Linked DNA regions of Cricetulus griseus: region 2 is linked to region 1. A link is a contact called in public Hi-C data. All regions are on one chromosome and are shown on one strand. The core of a region is the stretch at or near the end of the contact, and the rest is flanking DNA. Distances in the headings are between cores, read along the strand shown.

Region 1 (3,057 bases), core at 470-2,969:
TCTTCTGCTAGCTATTGACTTAACTTCTTGTCCTCTCTTACTCTTTTCAACTGCCAGCCTTCTCTCAATTCTGGATTACCTTGTCCTACCCCATTTTCATCTCTTCTTTTAAGTTAAATTATTTGTTGAAGGTTTGCCTAAGTTTATTGACATGTAGTTTAGCTACACTAAACTGTATACTTAAGACATACCATTTTATTGCTTTTTAACATGTGCAAACAGTATATCTCAAGCAATATTTCAACCACCCACCTTGAAAGTGGGTGCCGATTTTAGTCTGTTCTTCTCCCCTTCATCTCTACACACTCATTAACACTGTATATAACAGACAATTTCTATTTTCTAGTGTATACATGAGTCATGCAGCATGTTATTTTTTGCCTGGGTTCTTTCAGGCACAGACCGATTTTGAGTCTCTTTTCTGTTGTTGCTTCTGTTAAATAGTTTGCCTTTATTGCTCAACAACATTTCCAGAAATTGTTTTTTTATTGTACTACTTGTTTTCTGTTTCTATAATGAAATACCTGGAGCAAGGCACTTATGAAGAAGAGGTTTATTTTTGGGGTCATCAAGGAATAGTGCTGGCATGACTGTCCTCTCCTCAAGACCTCATGACACATGGCATCACAATAGTAGGGGAAGGGGTAATTGGGAGACTGGGAGCCACGGACAAGAGAAAGAACTAGAATTGATTTTATTGTAATAACCCTTTCCAACGACTGACTCAGGGTTCTTTAAATACCCCTTTACTTCCCTCAACAGGTGGCATCTCAGTGACCTCCCAAGAAGCGATGCCTAAAATTTAAAGTCCACCACCTTCTAATATCACTACCCTGACATCTGTAGCATTTCACATCCGATTGCCTTCTGCAGACATTCAAGACATTCAATTCAGGAGCCTTGGCCAGATGGTTGGGTTAAGATCTATTCTTTCAGGGGTCACTAACAAAATATCCACCATATTGTATCATATCACCACATCACTGCCACACGGCCGGGTTTGACTCCTGCTTCAGTGGATACTTGCAACTCATCAGGCCCTTTAATCTTTAACTAAATTATCGCTTCACAATGTGATCCAAAAACAGTTTGGGAAAGCAGCCTGCACTTCCCAGTATCATTTCCTTTTGTTTTAGTGATTAGACTTAATATTTAACAGAGGCATGCCCATATTTTCTCAGAGAGCTAAATTTGCAAATGGCAGCACAGGCACAACCTTTGTGAATACACAGGAGACAAGCCCTCTTCCAGTGACACATGGTTCGCAGGCATTCCTGGATGAATGAGGTCTCTCTGAGTAGAGGAAAGGCCTGAAAGCCAGGAGAGAACTGAGGTAGATCCCGTTTGATCCCGTCTGAGACTTTCAGGAGCCCTGGACTTGCTGGGCAAGCCTACCTCACCTGAGAGACTCCAGCTTGCCCCAGGCGGCCGTAAACAGCTCCACCCAACTAAAACAGAGCTCAGTTGGAGCCTAGGTTCCAGAAAAGCAGACAGGCTCACAAGTTCCAGTGAGCCATCCCTACCGCCCTTCCAGACTCTAAGCCCCGCCCTCGACTCCGCCCATCCAAGCATACCAATGTCCCGCCCCCCTGGCGCTCGCGCCCCGCCCCTACGTGCTGCGGGGAGGCGGGAGGAGGAGTTGGCGCGGAGGAGGCGTGGCTGTGCCGGCAGAGGCGCGGGCGGGCAGGCAGCGCGACCCGACTTCAGCTGTGACACCCACAGCGAGCAGCGGCGGGTGCGCGGCGCCTGGCTCAGGACGCGCTCCGCGGTATCTTGCACCGGAGTTGGGGGCCGGACTTTGTCTGGATCAACGCAGAGGCGACGCCGCAAGTCCTGGTGCAGCTTCGGGGGCCGAATTTCGCCACCGCTCCTGCTGCTCCTGAGCAGCCCTGCCTGCTCCGGGAGAACGGCACTGAGTTTCCCCCGCAGAAAGAGCCGGCACACGCGCTGCGAGCCACAGGGAACCGGGGGCCGACCCCAGCAGAGCGACCGAGAGGTGGGACGCGGATCGGAGGGCCGGGGTGGGTCCCTGAGCCCCTGATCGGCGTCTGTCCCCGCACGCTCAGCTCTGAGTTTCCAAGTTACAGTGTCTTGCGCGCCATAGGGGCTTCTTGTCTGTCTTCAGGAGCTCCGGTGGGGGTGTCCGAAGTGAGGAGGTGACCCCAGCGTTGCCAGAGCAGAGACTAGTGGGGATAGCTCTCTTCCCTTTTTGGCCCCTTGTGTGATAAATAATCCGAGGAAAACCCACAAGGGGCAGCCTCACTGCGTCTGCATTTTCAGAAGTTGACTGTCTCCCACTACTTAATGGACTTCCAATACTACAGGAGTGCTAAGGGTTGATTGATTAGTTTCAGTCAATTTCCATGTCAATTTCTAGGTGGTCCAGCAAAATTTTGAACACTAGCCATGGGAGATTTGATGTTTGTCTGTAGCAACTTCCTCGATCCCTAAGTCCTGCAACCTTCCATCCTTTTGTGTGCTTATAAAGGCTCCTGGGCTTCTCTATCCAGAGTTGTTCTGTGTTGGTTGGCCATGGGGAGCACTCTGGGCTGCCATCGCTCTATCCCCAGAGACCCCTCAGACCTGTCACATAACCGTAAATTCAGTGCAGCCTGCAACTTCAGCAACATTCTGGTGAATCAGGAGCGACTGAACATCAACACTGCCACCGAGGAGGAACTGATGACCCTGCCTGGGGTGACACGTGCTGTGGCCAGAAGCATCGTGGAGTACCGAGAATACATCGGTGGCTTCAAGAAGGTGGAAGATCTAGCACTGGTCAGCGGTGTTGGGGCCACCAAACTGGAACAGGTCAAGTTTGAGATCTGTGTGAGCAGCAAGGGTAACTCTGCACAGCACTCTCCCAGTTCCCTGAGGCGGGACCTGCTGGCTGAGCAGCAGCCTCATCACCTGGCCACCTCTGTGCCCCTCACTCCACGAGTCAATATCAACACAGCTACCCTAGCGCAGCTCATGAGTATCCGAGGCCTCACCGAGAAGATGGCTGTCAGCATCGTGGACTACCGCCGTGAGCACGGTCCTTTTCGCAGTGTTGAG
Region 2 (2,916 bases), core at 165-2,664, 110 kb after region 1:
GGATGTATAAGCCCGTGTGTCATTTCTCACAGTTTTAGCTTTAGAAGTGATGGGAGTGGTGTATGCTCACACACAGATGTCTGTTGTGTCTGTTGTGGTACTTAGTGGCTCCTTCTATCCCTCTTCCTGCTGTATTGATGAGGTTCTGTCTGGACACATGGCACCTGTGGTTCTGATATTTGAGTTGGCCAGGATTGTCTTTAAACCTGGTACTACTATCATTTTTTGAGAAAGAATCTCACTGTGTGGGCTATATAGTGAAGCTCCCAGTCCTAGCCCCTCAACTTCCCTAGTGCTGGCATTACAGGGTGAGTTACCATACCTGGAACCTTACAAAAACAACTTGTAAAAACTGTGTTTAGTTAACATGAAAAGGAGGTAAATTATTTTTAATAGGCTAATAAAAATATACTAGCTGCTTCATATACATCATCTGAAGCAGTCACCCAGCCTAGCCCTTGACTTCTTGTTCTTCATGTTCAATGCAAGGACAATGATCTGGGGCACAGAGAACTTATCCTTACAGGCAGTATGACCCAGTCCAAGTCTCGAGGTGTTTTTCTGGAAGTGACAGTAACAGCCATAGAGCTGTCAGTCCTGGGTATCGTGATGGTGAACTGGGGACACACTTACAAGACAAGATTGGCACTTTGCACTTCTTGGGGCCCCTACACTCATCCTTTCTCAGAAGTGTTTAGTGTTTGTTGCCATAGCAATTGAAAAGGCAAAACTGCTAAACTTGGGCAGCTGAGCAATGTTGTGATCACCCAGAAGGTAAACTGCCCTTATATGCACACACTTTAAGACCACGAGAGCCACCTTGGGGCCCAGGATCTGGGTATATCTTCTGCCCAGTATTGGTGAACTGTGGTTTTTTACAGAGGAAACCAGGTTAAAGTGGATTTTACACAATTGGTGCTAAAGAGAACCGGGGGTGAGGGGGAGGGCTTCCGGCTAGCCTCATGAGTAACAGCCTTGGATCAGTAACATCTAGATGCTAGAGATACCTCTTGCATACAATTGCTCAAAAGGTTTTCAAAAATCCTAACACTTCCAGATATGTGAAGGTTTTTCGATCTGAAGGAGTAGGTAGGAGGCTGGAAGAGTATTCGTGGTGGACCTTAGAGTAAAGGAATCTAAAATAAAATACCTCATGTTGCCTCCTATTCATGTGAGCTAGCTTTGCTTCTGTTTACCATTGCCAGCTGTTTGCACAGAACTATTTATGAATCAGTTATAAAAGATAAAAGAACCATGAGTATCTAAGCTTTTTCCTTTTGCTTCACTTCCTGCTGACTAGGTGGGAAGTAATGACTTGACCCTGGTTAACCTTCAGCTGACAGCCCTGGCCCTCCCAGGAGCTGAGAATCCAAGCAAGAATCACGGCGATGGCCACCGGTTGTTGAACTTTGCACTAACTCTACAGGAAACTCTAAAAGGTAGGGATTCTCTTTCTCTGTGGCTAGGCAGCACTTCTTCAGGGCAGACAGAGGTGTCTCGTTCCAGACATCTCTCTGACTTCTTAGCCCGGCCACTTGCCAACAGTCATGGACCCAGGGGCAACCACACTCCCTGCTCTCATGGAGCCTGGCTGACCTTTCTGTGTAACCCACTTTTGTGTCTGAGGGCCTCTGCAGTGGGTGCCAAGTTGTCAGCAGTGTGGTCTGTCAGCCTCTTGGACAGAGAGAACTAGAGCAAACCTAAGGGTTATATTCCTCCCCTGTGACAACACATCCTGGGTCTACTTCTCTGGTGGTTCCACCTGCAGATCTGAACGTGTTCTTGTGAAAGAGGAGCAGGAGGTGGCAAGGTGAAAGAGTTGCAGCTGAAGACCTTGAAATTCCTCCCATATTCTTGAGTCTTGACAGCTCTCCAAGCTTCCTAGAATTTTGTTATCAACTTATTCTAACATGGTGGGAAAGTCAGCAAATAATTGGCTGCAGAAATATTTCTGTCTAGTTATAACTTTGTGTTTTAAAAGCTTTTTATTGTAGTTAAGTAGACATAAAATTTGTCATGATGATGATTGGTAAATCTGTAGTTCAGTGGCTTTCAGGACATTCACACTATTGTGCTTCACACAAACTCCCATCTTCAGAACACTGTCATTGTCCTTCTAAAACTCTGTACCTACTGATTCCTGATCCCCTGTTCCTTCAGTGTCCAGCAACTGCCATACTATCGTTTTGTATGTATGAATTTGACAGCGTGCTTCATATAAGGAGAATCACATGGTATTTTATTTCCCTCTGTATCTGACTTTTCTCACTCAGAGTAGTATTTTGCAGATTAGTGTGTTATATCGTGTATTAGATATTCCATTCTTTTGTGGATGAATGATATTCTATTGTTTGTGTGTGCCACATTTTGTTTATCTACACATCTGTTGGCAGGGTTGCTTCCACTTTTGTGCACTATGAATATGAATGTACAGGTTTATGTTTTCAGTTAGGACCTGCTCTGATGAGAGTTCTACTTAAATGATGAATCTTCAGTCTGAAAAACCATTAAGCATACAGTTCAAACTGAGAAGCCCCATCCAACAAGTAGTCGTGTGGGGAATTCTTCACCCACAGCTAGTCTCTCACCTTTTCATATTGGTAGATATTTCTATTCCTGTCTATCTCTTAGATGCAGAAAAGAAAGATGCTGGTTCATAATTTTTCTGATAGCCTTGAGCAGACACCATTCACCCCTTGGTCTCCAGGGTGAGCTCAAGATTTTGTCTGAAAACTTCAGACAGGTTCCACATTTGCAAGGGACTACTGATTGACCCACAGTATGACTCAGCCTTGACACATCCAGGTAGGGACAGTGACTCATGCCCTCCATGTCCCTGCTTGTAACTAATACCCAGTTAAATGTTAACTGGTGACCCAGGGAATTCAGGAAGTGCTCCAGCCTGTGGCAAAGGAA

Evidence for each region. Hi-C and Micro-C count contacts between places; a contact is called where the count stands out from the background.
Region 2: a contact with region 1 is called in a Hi-C map of the CHO-K1 cell line, with 10 times the contacts expected there. The contact joins the enhancer-like site here to the promoter of Eepd1 in region 1. A contact is called at or near these places in 4 of 8 Hi-C or Micro-C datasets (the CHL-YN cell line, the CHO-K1 cell line, fibroblasts and 1 more).

Annotation. Positions count from the first base shown.
Region 1 is chr4:138,163,468-138,166,524 of CriGri-PICRH-1.0, forward strand. It overlaps Eepd1 (endonuclease/exonuclease/phosphatase family domain-containing protein 1), which reads left to right and starts at 1,720. Exons shown (of 6, transcript XM_027411705.2): 1 at 1,720-3,057. The coding sequence starts at 2,533.
Region 2 is chr4:138,272,392-138,275,307 of CriGri-PICRH-1.0, forward strand. Eepd1 (endonuclease/exonuclease/phosphatase family domain-containing protein 1) reads left to right here. Exons shown (of 6, transcript XM_027411705.2): 4 at 1,301-1,439. Among named protein-coding and RNA genes, the nearest start is that of Eepd1, 110 kb to the left of the region's middle. Within about 2 kb of position 1,415, at least 1 of the 6 cell types and tissues checked has open chromatin away from gene starts, as enhancers often do.